Linked DNA regions of Mus musculus: region 2 is linked to region 1. Evidence: chromatin contacts called from public targeted proximity ligation data. All regions are on one chromosome and are shown on one strand. The core of a region is the stretch at or near the end of the contact, and the rest is flanking DNA. Distances in the headings are between cores, read along the strand shown. Region 1 holds the start of Pold4 (polymerase (DNA-directed), delta 4). Region 2 holds the start of Ap5b1 (adaptor-related protein complex 5, beta 1 subunit).

What was found.
Region 2: a targeted proximity ligation map of pancreatic cancer cells shows a contact between it and region 1. A contact is called at or near these places in 1 of 39 promoter capture datasets (liver) and 1 of 130 datasets of targeted methods (pancreatic cancer cells).

What each region holds. Positions count from the first base shown.
Region 1 is chr19:4,228,802-4,234,458 of GRCm38.p6, forward strand. It overlaps Pold4 (polymerase (DNA-directed), delta 4), which reads left to right and starts at 3,092. Exons shown (of 4, transcript NM_027196.4): 1 at 3,092-3,387; 2 at 3,662-3,751; 3 at 3,947-4,058; 4 at 4,413-4,833. The coding sequence starts at 3,291. The coding sequence ends at 4,437. Gm45928 (predicted gene, 45928) reads left to right here. Exons shown (of 4, transcript NR_132309.2): 2 at 3,662-3,751; 3 at 3,947-4,058; 4 at 4,413-4,831. All of the region lies in intron 2 of LOC102631992 (a long non-coding RNA gene), which reads right to left.
Region 2 is chr19:5,565,788-5,571,444 of GRCm38.p6, forward strand. It overlaps Ap5b1 (adaptor-related protein complex 5, beta 1 subunit), which reads left to right and starts at 2,237. Exons shown (of 3, transcript NM_001362046.1): 1 at 2,237-2,296; 2 at 2,653-2,820; 3 at 2,917-5,474. The coding sequence starts at 2,671. The coding sequence ends at 5,397.

The DNA of each region.
Region 1 (5,657 bases), core at 1,842-4,341:
TGGATGGGCAAGATGTTTTGGGGTGTCCACCTGGGTGCACAAAATCCCCTAAACTGGACTGAATTTCAGCTCAGAATGAGTAGCAGGGCCTGAGTGGGGGAGTTGCTAAGGAGAGAGAAAGAAATGGGAGAGACCTCACATCCCATTGAACTCATGCAGCTGCTGCCCTCCCTCACTTTTACCTGCCCCATCTTTTCAGCTCTAACTGGCTCTGTCCATATGACCCATCTCAAACTGAAGGCGAGGGACTTTCAGGATGTATATTTGTGAAGAGTGCTGACCCCACCCAGAACTGTCACACTGAGTAAAGCTAAGATGAACCTGCTCCCACAGGAGCCGCGCGCAGTGAGTCTCAGCCCCAGGGAGTCCCAGGTCTAGGTTTCTGTTCAGGTTGTTTGTTCTCCTGGTCTTCACAGGACTTTGACCTTGAACCTAATAAGGCTTAGGGTATTTGCAAAGTATAAGTTAACTCCATCCACTTCTATCACCAGCTTCTGGAATCAGTGCTGACCAAAGACACTTCGTATACAAGACAGAATTGAGCCACTAACTTAGACCACCAGTTTGGTCTCCACTCTGAGAACTCTGCATCAAGCAAAGTGTTCTAGGCAGGAAGGAAAATGATGAGGTTAGAGAAGAAAGTAGGAAAACACCCAAAGATAGGAGACCAAGTCAGTGCCCTAACCACCTTAGAGACACGTCGGATACTGAGCAGCCAGGATGATCCATCTTATTGCTCACCTGGAGAGGACAGCATGCTTCCTAGGGAGAGCTCCACCCCCACACACCTCCCCCACCAGAAGGCTAGTGCTAGGGTCCCTGCACTGAAGCAGAGCACTCCAGATCCCTTAGGGGCTGAGGGAACCTAAAGCCCCTGGGAGGTATCTTTCCAGTCAGTGTTGGAGAAGCTACCTGGACCTGAGCCAGGCAGATCTGGGGTGGGGGCTGAAGGGAGGGCAGGTAGGGATGGCTCAGCCAAGATCCACAGAGCAGGTCAGGGTGTCAGGAGCTGCCAAAGGAGACAAGCGACTAGGCGCAGGCAGTGGAGGGAGCTGCTGTGGCCGCCCAGCGGCACACCCCATTTCACGCTCCCTGGGCGGTGGCAGGCCCCACGGCTATCAGCTTTCAGGGGTGGGAGGGACCAGGAATGAGGAGGGGTCTGCCCCACCCAGGCTTCCCTGCTCCCTCAGGGCTTTGTGGACTCAGGAAGTGGGTGCCACATACCTTTGGGAACAGCCCCAGAATATCTGAGGCCTTCTTAGGGAGGAGTGGTGGTCAGTCCCACGGAGCCTAGGAGCTACCCACTATAGAGCCTCACTAGACCTAATGCCTGTGCCTTTCCCTGCCTAGTAGAGAATTCTCCCTGTCCCCCTTCCCAACTCTGTAGGGTCTCTTCTCCCAGATGTCCAGGAGACAGATGGAGGGATCAGACCTGAGCCACCCCAAACAATGGGTCCCAGAAAGGCCTTCCAGGTCTTTGCAGTGTGCCTGCAGCTCCTTCTTCTTCAAGAAGCTAATGGGGGAAGGCTAGCAAGAGGAGGTCCCTGGAGACACAACCTTCTGCCCACCACTGGTGGGTTTCTCTTTGGAGGGGTCCTCTTCTCTGCCTCCACACACACGGGAGGCCAGCCGAGTGCTTCCTAAGCCAGATCACAGAGCTTCCAAAAAGGAGGGCAAAGGCCTCCAACCAGCCATCCTTGCACCCCTGGAAGGAAGAACCGGATGGGCTCTCCAGAGGGTGATTAGTGCTGGGTCAGTCCAAGTGCTGGTTCCCAGACTCCCACGGGCCAGCATTTTCACCCGCTGCCAGGAAGTTGGTGAGGGGGAGGTGGTAGTAGGGGTGAGTCAGTGATGACAGGAGCCCCAAAACAAAGGTCATGGGTAGAGAATTGAGAGACGCTGTTTACAGCAATTACCTCCTGAGGTCTTCTCCCAATGCCTACCATTCTCCTCCAGCTCTAAGGCATTCGTGCTCCTGCTCTCCTGTCCAGGACTAACGACTGTGTATGTCCCTCTCTCTACCGCGCAAGCCTGGGAGCTTCTGCCGCACACGGGAAGCTAGTTAGTTACACAGTAGCTGTTACTAAGAGCACTTCTGCAGCACACGGGAAGCTAGTTAGTTACACAGTAGCTGTTACTAAGAGCACTTCTGCAGCACACGGGAAGCTAGTTAGTTACACAGTAGCTGTTACTAAGAGCACTTCTGCAGCACACGGGAAGCTAGTTAGTTACACAGTAGCTGTTACTAAGAGCACTGATCACAATTTGCCTACACTTCCCACTTGCAAAAAAACTCTTTTGATATCTATTTTGAGTTAGCATGTGGGAGATGCTTAGAACTCGGCACATGGAAAGTCCAATATGAGGGTTGGGTTTATTGAAATTATTTTCTGCTCATGATACACATTCAGAAAAAAACAAAAACAAAAAAACAGAGCAGATCTGTCAGTTAAGAACTGGGGATATGAACCCATGGAGAATGGAGACTATACTTCTGGCGTCCTGCTTGGAATGGAATCTTCCTGACTAGCAAAGTGGACAGAGGCAGGCTGTGGGACTTGACAGCGGCCACAGCAACCGCATGCCTGGGCTGGGTGGACAGTGGCTCTGCCAGCAGACTGTGAGAAAGGAGCCTTCTGAGCTCATGAGTTTCTCCAGCAAGGTCTCCTGGGGCCAGTAAGAGCAGCAGGGAAGGACCTGGACTAGTCCAAACTCTCTTTGGACCTACAGATCTGATCCCACAGCGCTCTAGGGCCAACCGGCAGGAGAAAAAGGTTCTCAGGGGACTTAAAAACTGGCCATGGGGATTAGTGAGGCTGAAAAGAACATTTGCCTAGGAAGGAAAAACGGGAAGTGAGAGGCCGAGGATAACTCTCTATATGTCCCAAGGGACCCAAGTGGACCAATGAGAAACCCGAGGAGGTGGTGAAGTCTGGGGCATCTTGACAGGTTCTTGGTTCCGCCTAACCCCTCCTCACTCGAAACGCAGCAGCAGCTACCCCGCCCCCCGTCTTCTGCCGATTGCCATTGGCTAGAATTAAGGTCCCGCCCCGCAAAGGCCGTTTGCCATTTGCTTAGGTCTCTGATGTTTGCGTGCTTGTGGGGGCGGAAGACAGGCGTCATTCCCTGGAACCTAGGGACTTCCTCTCTCTGCTTGTCTGGGTCAACTTGTCTGTCCATTGCTGGCCCATCTCTCTCTGGCCCCCTCTCTCACTCTCAGCAGCTGTCTCTCACAGGCCCGCTGCCCTGCCTTTTCTTTGCCTCCTGCTCCGCCTGCCTGGGTGGCCGCCATGGGTCGGAAGCGGTTCATCACTGACTCCTATCCTGTTGTGAAGAAGAGGGAGGGGCCCCCTGGGCACAGCAAGGGAGAGCTGGCACCCGAGCTAGGTCTCTAAAATGTGGGGGTGGCAGGAAGAGTGGACATGAAGTGACCAGAAAGGACTCTGTGTGTGTGTGTGTGTGTGTGTGTGTGTGTGTGTGTGTGTGTGTGTGTTGGCTAAAAAGGGAAGCTAGCATGTCTCGCACTTCCGATGAGCTGTCTGTCTGCTGGATGGCAAAGGCAAATGGGTGGGGAGATTGCCAGGATATAGAGTCACAGCTCTAAGTCCAGGGTAGGGCAAAGGCCTGGATGTGCCTGAGGAGCCACCACATGTTATTGCAGGGGAAGACACCCAGTCCCTCAGCCAGGAGGAAACAGAGCTGGAGCTGCTGAGGCAGTTTGACCTGGCCTGGCAGTATGGGCCTTGTACAGGTGAGCACCCCATTTCCAGTCCCTCCCATCAGGCACATCTCTGAATCAGTTCTGTTATCAATGTGTCTCAAAAGTAATCCTGCCTAGCTCTTGGACACTGTCTCCTGAAACTGACTATGGAGGCTCAAGAAACTGCCGTCCATGTCCACTATCCTGGATTCTCCTGCCTATCCTGTCTTCTTTTCCTGATGGCAGGTATCACAAGGCTGCAGCGCTGGAGTCGGGCAGAGCAGATGGGCTTGAAGCCCCCCCTAGAGGTGTACCAAGTGTTGAAGGCACACCCTGAAGACCCTCACTTCCAATGCAGGTCAGGATAGGCTGGGACAGCTTTCAGGGGAACCAGGGACTTCTCCAGGAGCTGCCACCCTCTTGGTCTACGTAGGGGCTACCTTGACTTGGAGAAGTGGGAACAGACTTAGACGGTCCTTCCTGTCAAGCAAGAAGAGTCTGGCTCGAGATAGATCTCGATAATGATCCTTACCTCTATGAGCTGATGGTGGGGGACGGGTATATCTAGGGCCCATGGAGCTATCCATGAGTCCTGAGGTGTTCACCAGAGCCACAGGATTGTAGGCAGTAAGTAAGTAAGAACTAGAGACAGTCCATCAAGGAACAGAACTGATGTGGCTATGACTTCCTTCTCCCACCCTGTCTTCCACAGCCTGTGGCATCTCTACCCACTCTGAGGTACCCCCACGTTGTCCTTCTCTGGGCACCTCCTAGCCACCAAGAACTTCAGGACAGACATCATGGCCTGCTCTGCTCATTCCAACCTTGGAGAAACAGCAGGCTGACTGTGGAGGTCTTCCTGGTTCAGCTTCTTCTCCATCTAAACAGCAGGCTGCTGAAGCTCCTGGGACCTGTGAAGCTGAGCACCTCCACGCCCTAATCATGACCACCAGATGCCCACCCGCCACACCCCTGACCTACGGTGTGGCAAATCCAGCACAGGCTGGCATAAACCAGATGTCGGCAGATAACCTAAAGGGCCCACCTTGGGCATCTAGCTGAGGGCACAGATGAGTGAGTTATTGGATCAAGGAGCTCACTAATGCTTACAATAAAGTACATTAAGCCTGAGATTCTGACCTTACATCTCTTAATATGCTCTAATCTAGCCGGCAGTTCCCAAACTGTAAGTGGGCTGGAGAGCCAGCTACAGGCTTTTTTTTTTTTTTTTTTTTTTTTTTTTTCTTTACTTAGGCTGGCTACAAACTCAGAAATTTGCCTGCCTCTGCTTCCTGAATGCTGAGATTAAAGGGTCCCAATATGGGGCGGGGGACAGTGCTGTGACTGGGATGTAAAGTGATTAATTAATTAACTAATTAATTAATGGGGAAAAGGTTTCACTATGTAGTTCTGTTTGTCCTAGAACTCATTATATAGACCAGGCTGGCTTCTAACTCACAGAAATCTACTTGCCTCTGTCTCCCAAGTGCTGGGGTTAAAGGCTTGTGTTTCTATACCACAAGGCTTCCATATCTATTTTTCTAAGGCAGTCTTTTCAAAAGCTGAGTGGCCTCTGGTATTCCCTGGTAGAAACTCACTCTAAGTTTCCTTCCCTGACCAGCCAGCAGAAAATCTGCCTAATATGCCCAACTTATGAACAGCTACTAAGTTCCTGCTACTATAGATCCCATGGGGTGTCAATATCACTGAAAATATAGGCAAAACAATCATGGAAACTAGTTATGTCATGTGGTGGTCAGCATTAAGTAAAATTAGGGTGAGAGGCTTTTAGGGGGTTAGAAAATGTCAACAAGATATTTTGTAGAGTAGGATAGGAAAGGCTCCATCGTTTTAAAAGCCTTTGAAAAGAGAGACACAAAGAAGGAAGGCAGAGAGGGCTCACACCTGAGTAAGTGTTACAGACAGAAAGAATGACAAGAAAGGCTCAATGGCAGGA
Region 2 (5,657 bases), core at 987-3,486, 1.3 Mb after region 1:
CAGCCTTCCACTCCCCAACCTTTGCCCTGGTACCGTGGACTCCATTTACGAAGCATCCCTGTATCCATAGGATCCAGTGCCATGGGGTTGGATGGGGTTGTTGTGGCCCCATTTCACAGATAAGAAAGTCAAGGCCTGGGGATTAACTTTTCCTCTTTTCAGCCTAATGTCTAGGGTTTCCCAAGAATTGAGCTGCATGGAGAGGAGTGGAAATGCAGAAGAGGAGGAACTAGGTGAGGGCAAACAGGTCACTCTCTCAAGAGGGCCTCATGAGGAGCTGAAGGCACCTCTTGTCTGCCCCGTCTGTTGCCAGGACAAAGCAAACATTGCCTCTCCTAAGAGGATACTTGGGCAGGCAGATGAGAACAGGGCCCATTCATGAACTTGGACATCAGGAGCGCGAGGGCAGCAGACGGAGCATGTAGCAGAAGCCCAGTCCTCCTTACAGAGGCCCTGGAGTTTTGTACAAGTGACTCTACCTTCTCTGGGCTCCTGAAAGCCCATGGGAGACAGATACCCACCCTTAGCACCCAGGGTTGGCTACGAGCCCTAGTGAGTTCAGGAAGACACATCCATCTATCACACACAGTTCTGGAAACCACACATGCCACCTCAAAGAACCAAAGCCCAGGGAGGCTGGAGGCTGGCAGAGGCTACAGCATCAGAAGCTTGGGACACAGCCAGAGTTGGACTCCCTGACCCCTGGAAGCCCCTCCCCTCAACTGTAACAGGGTTTAATAATCCTTTCTGGCTACCGAGAGCTGGGACACCAGACCTGCAGTTATCAGCGCCCTCTGGGCCTCAGACAGGGCAACCAGACAGGCTCCTACTCCAACCTGCCTTCCCAGCCCAGGGCTGCTCTCACCCTGGCCTCTTTCATCTTGGGCCTAATTAGCCGGGCGCCCCACCCCAAAGCTTCTTAAACAGGAGTCATCACTCCCAATTTATAGATGGGGAAACTGAGGCACCTAGAGGGAAGTGGTTTAGAGCTGTCGCCTGTGAGTCAGCTGTGGAGCCAGAGCCCAGAAGAGCAGAGACCAGGTCTTCTAGCTCCCCGTGCCTCCCCCAACGCCCCCATGTCTCCATTCTCTCTTCTTCTACCCTTGTTCTGGGGGCCCAGGCAGTCTTCTTTTTAGGACCCTACCTCACCACTCTCATCTGCAGCCAGGTCAGGATAAGGGGCTAGGAAGGAACTTGGGCCACCCAAAGGGACAAAGACAAAGAAATAGCCAGAGGCTAGCAATGGGGGCTCAGGTGTTTCATCTTCAAAGTGGCTAGCAGGAGGCTTTATAGGACGGTGAGTATGAGATTTGGACGACAGAAGGTCTGAGCCCCTGAAACTAGCGGGCCAGTGAGCACCCACAGCCTGGGACTCGCCAACAAGCCCAGATACAGTCCTCTGGACTCTAGTAGGTAGCGTGTGTACTACTTGGCCAGAAGTCTGGCAGCCCGGCCGTTGTCTTCTCAAGCCTTGGTTTCTCGGTTCATATTAGGTGTGTTACGAGCTGAGTGACCCTCCAGGCCCCGCCAACACGCACACCTAGAGTCAGGATCCCGTTGTGTTTCGGCTTCGCTGCGTCTTAAGGTCCCGCCCTGCTCGCTCTACTCTAGCGCGCCCGACCCCTGTAGGCAATCCGTGCGACTTCGGGCAAAGGTCAGCAGCTACCATCCGGCTGCGACCCTGGCCCCGGGTCCTCGCCTCCAAGCAGAGCGAGGTGGTCCCCCCCAGCACCCCCGACGCCAGGTCAGCGTTGAGGACGCCAAGCCAAGCCCTGCGGCGCCGGTTCGACCGGTCCCGCAGTGACCCACGCCTTGCTCTTCCTGCTCTGCCCTGGGACTGCGCCTCGCGCGCCACCCAGCGGCCGCCCGAAGACCCGCATTCAAGCAGCCGGGCCAAGCGCGCAGTCACCGGGCCCGGGCGGGAGGACTGGGGGACGCGCTGGCCGCCTTCCCGATCTGCCCAAGCCGCTGTTCTGCTCCAGGGCCTGGGAACGCAGTTCCATCGGGGAGCGGACCGGGAGCCCGGCCCACCAAACCCCGCCCCTGCCCGTGCCTGCGGCAGTTTCGGGGCAGGGGGCCTGCACGGCGAGACAGTTACTCAGACCTGGCGAAACCGGCGAGTCGGCACCTGCCGGCCTGGCGGGCGTGGCAGGCGGAGGCTCCGTTACGCCCCGCCCCCGGGCTCGCCCCGTCCCGGCCGCCCACGCGCCGAGCGCCGCGCCCCGCCCCGGCCCGCGCCGCCAGCCTGCCAGCCCGGAAGGAGCCGACCGAGCGCCCGCGGCAGCTGACTCAAGCGGTGAGAGAGGCCGACCCGTTACCACGGGCGCCAGGGGCGCGAGCGACGCTGTGGTTTCGATGCCCTTCGTAGGCGGGAGGCTTAATGAGCTCTCCGCACGCACCTTCTGGGCACCCCCACCCCGATCCTGCGGGTCCTATCCTGCAGGGGCCCGGGCTGTTGCTTCCGGCATTATCTCCGAAGCCTCCAGAGTTCATCTCGGGACCTAGGCATTGGGGGGCGGGGAGGGGTCTGCAAGACGGCCCTAGGGTAACAGCAGCCCCTCGGGAAGGTGGAGGACCTGGGCGCCCTCTAGTGGCCGTAAAGGCCTGCGCGTCGTCCTCGCCTCGGTGTCTGATGCTCTCTTCCCTTTACAGAGAAGTGGATGACTGACCATGGGGCCCCTAGGTCGAGAAGCCTGGGCCCAGCGCCTGGGGGCCTTCCGAGCCAGCCCATCCGCCTTTCTGGCAGGTGCCGAAGGTGAGGATTTGGGTCGCGACCTGTTGAGTGACCTAAGGAGTGAAAAGCTAAGCGAGCAGACCAAGGTAGGTCCTGCCCGTGTGCCCTGCCGTGGTCCATATGGTTGCTTCATACTACCGCATGCTGAACTCAACGAGTTCCTCTTAAATCCCCCATCTCAGGTTTCCTTACTGACACTGAGCTTGGAGTACTCTGATAAACTTTGGCCTGATGCACCTGCCGCGGAGGCTGCTGCCACTTCCCTGTTGGACACGCTTGTCCTCCTGCCCACAAGACCTTCAGCTCTCCGGAGGCTCCTGTTGTTGGCAGCCACTACAGCCCTGGTGTCAGGAGATGCTCTCGGACCCACTTCGGGAGCTTCCTGCCGGCTTCTGCCCTTACTTCTTGGCTTAGCTTCAGGCCGAGACTTGGGACGAAGCTTTGGAACCCCTTCAGAACAGCGCCATCTACAGGCCACAGCCTGTGAATGCCTTGGAGAACTTGAGCGCTGTAAGCCTGGGCTGCTGGCCGGCGCCCTGGGGATGCTGCGGAGCCTCCCAGGGCAAACAGGTCCCATCCAGCCTGTCAGCCTGCTTCTGGCCCTTGTTCTACACGACACCTTGGTGGTACAGTCCAGGTCTGGGGCTGGCCTGCAAGGCCTGCTGGTGGCTGAGGACTTCTCCACTGGGAGTTGTCCCTGGGACTGGACCCTGGCTGAGGAATGGGATGCCCATCTTAAGCCCCAGGGGCCCAGCTGGCCCACAGCTGGGGAGGAGGAGCGTGGCTTTCCGGTTCTAGAGCCCAGCCCCGAGGACGCCCGAGAGCTGAAGGCTGCCGTGGCCCAGCTTCTGGACACTTCCTATCTGCTCACTCCTGTGGCTCAGGCTCAACTTCTGTGGCTGTTGGGCTGGGCCCTCCGGGGTCTTCGGGGACAGCCACCAGTGCTTTTCAAGCCACAGCTGGTTCGGCTGCTGGGCACGGCACAGCTGACACTGTTACACTCAGTTCTGTCTCTGAAGGCGGCCTTTGGCGAGGCCCTGTTCACTGCACAGGATGAAGCTCTGCTCCTCCGCAGGCTCACCTTGGGAGCCCAGCACCCAGCTTTACCCTCGCCCACACACCTCTTTTACCTGCATTGCATCCTGAGCTTCCCCGAGAATTGCCCACTAGGTCCAGAGGGGGAAGAGGCTGCCCCGCTGCTGTTGGGGCCCCAGCTGTGCCGGGGCCTCATGCCCAGTCTCCTTCATGACCCAACGGTTCTCCTGGCCCGCCTGCATTTGCTGTGTCTGCTCTGTGCTGACGATGAGGAAGAGGAGAAAGACCAGACTCAGGGCCCACAGTGGTTCCTACAGGAGGTGCTGGCTGGGCTACAGCAAAGGGCAGCCCTGGATGGTGGTCCCCGGGCCTTGGCCACTCTCTGTTTCCAAGCCTCATACCTTGTTACTAACTGCCTGACTAGACACTCCACAGTACAGACATTTTTGATCCGCGGACTGGCCCAACTGTACCGAGCTCGGCCTTCCCTGGCACCCCACTTTGTGGACCTCTTAGATCAGGTAAGCCCTGAGCTGAGAGAGCCCCTCAGGGAGGTGCTGCTCCAAGAGGCGGTGGCCAGGCCAGGCGAGAGCGAAGCCCTTTGCTGGCACCTGCAGATGCTGGCAAAGGTGGCAGAGGGGGCCACTCAGAGTACCACACTCAGCTTTCTACAGGCTGCAGCTGTGCACTGCACCGACTGGGGCCTCCACCAGGCCCTACTGCGGGTGTGCCGTGCTCTGCTGCGGACAGGCGGGGGAGATGGTCTGGCCAACTTGCTGCAGGAACTGGCCAGACAGCTAGAGAATGCTGACGGACGGGACCATGCCCGACTATACTATGTCCTCTTGTCCCATCTGTCAAGTTCCAAGTTGGGGATGGCGCTGGGCCCCTCACTGGCTGCACCTGCACTGGCCTCGTCACTAATGGCGGAGAACCAGGGCTTCTCATCAGCACTGATGGTGCAGGAGACCTCAGCCCCAATTCAGTTGAGTGTGGGGCCTCAGCAGGCCAAAGGCCCGCTCCCGGTGCTGTGTCTGCAGGTGCAGGCACTGGATGCTCCCGTCTACTCGCTGGAGCTGCGCTTCCGTGTGGAAGGACAGCTCTATGAGCCGTTGGAGGCTGTCCACATACCCTGCTTGCGTCCGGGACAACCTGCGCATCCTCTGTACCTGCTTCTGCAGCCCCGATGCCCAGCCCCTGCCCGCCTACACGTCCGGGCCCTTTACAGCACATCCGCTGGCCTCACGTGCCATGCCCGCCTGCCACCCCTGTCTGTGAACTTTGCTGACCTCTTCCTGCCTTTCCCCCGGCTCCCTAAGGGCTCTGAGTTGCGTTTCTTCGATGAGCTCTGGAACTCCTGCCTACCAAAGGGCGTAGAGAGCCGTGTGTGGTGTCCACTTGGGCAGCAGGGCCTGGAGGCCTTGGTGTCCCAGTACCTAGAGCCCTTTGTAGTGCTGGCTCAGCCCCCTACCACCTACCTCATAGCCATCCGCCTGCCTCCTGCCTCCATGCTGCTGCTGCGCCTGGAGAAAGCTCAGGTGGATGGTGTGCCTGTAGCCCTAAGGACTGATGACTGGGCTGTGCTGCCCCTGGTAGGGGACTACCTCCGCGGGCTTGCAGCCCACTGAGTAATGCCAGGTGGGACTGCACTGTGGCTGTGCCTGCTTCTTGTAGCTCCTGCCCCATAAGATCCCATTCACAGACTACTCCTCCTGGCCTGTTTTCTTTTGGAGCAGACTTACTGGGATTGGGTCATAAGCCCCCAGCAAGATCCAGACTAGTCCCAGTACTGCAGCCTTCCATAATTCCTGCTCAGATAGTCTGAAAAATATGTTTCTCATAGGATCTGACCTGGCCCAAGATCACTGCAACTTCTCATGAAGGCTGG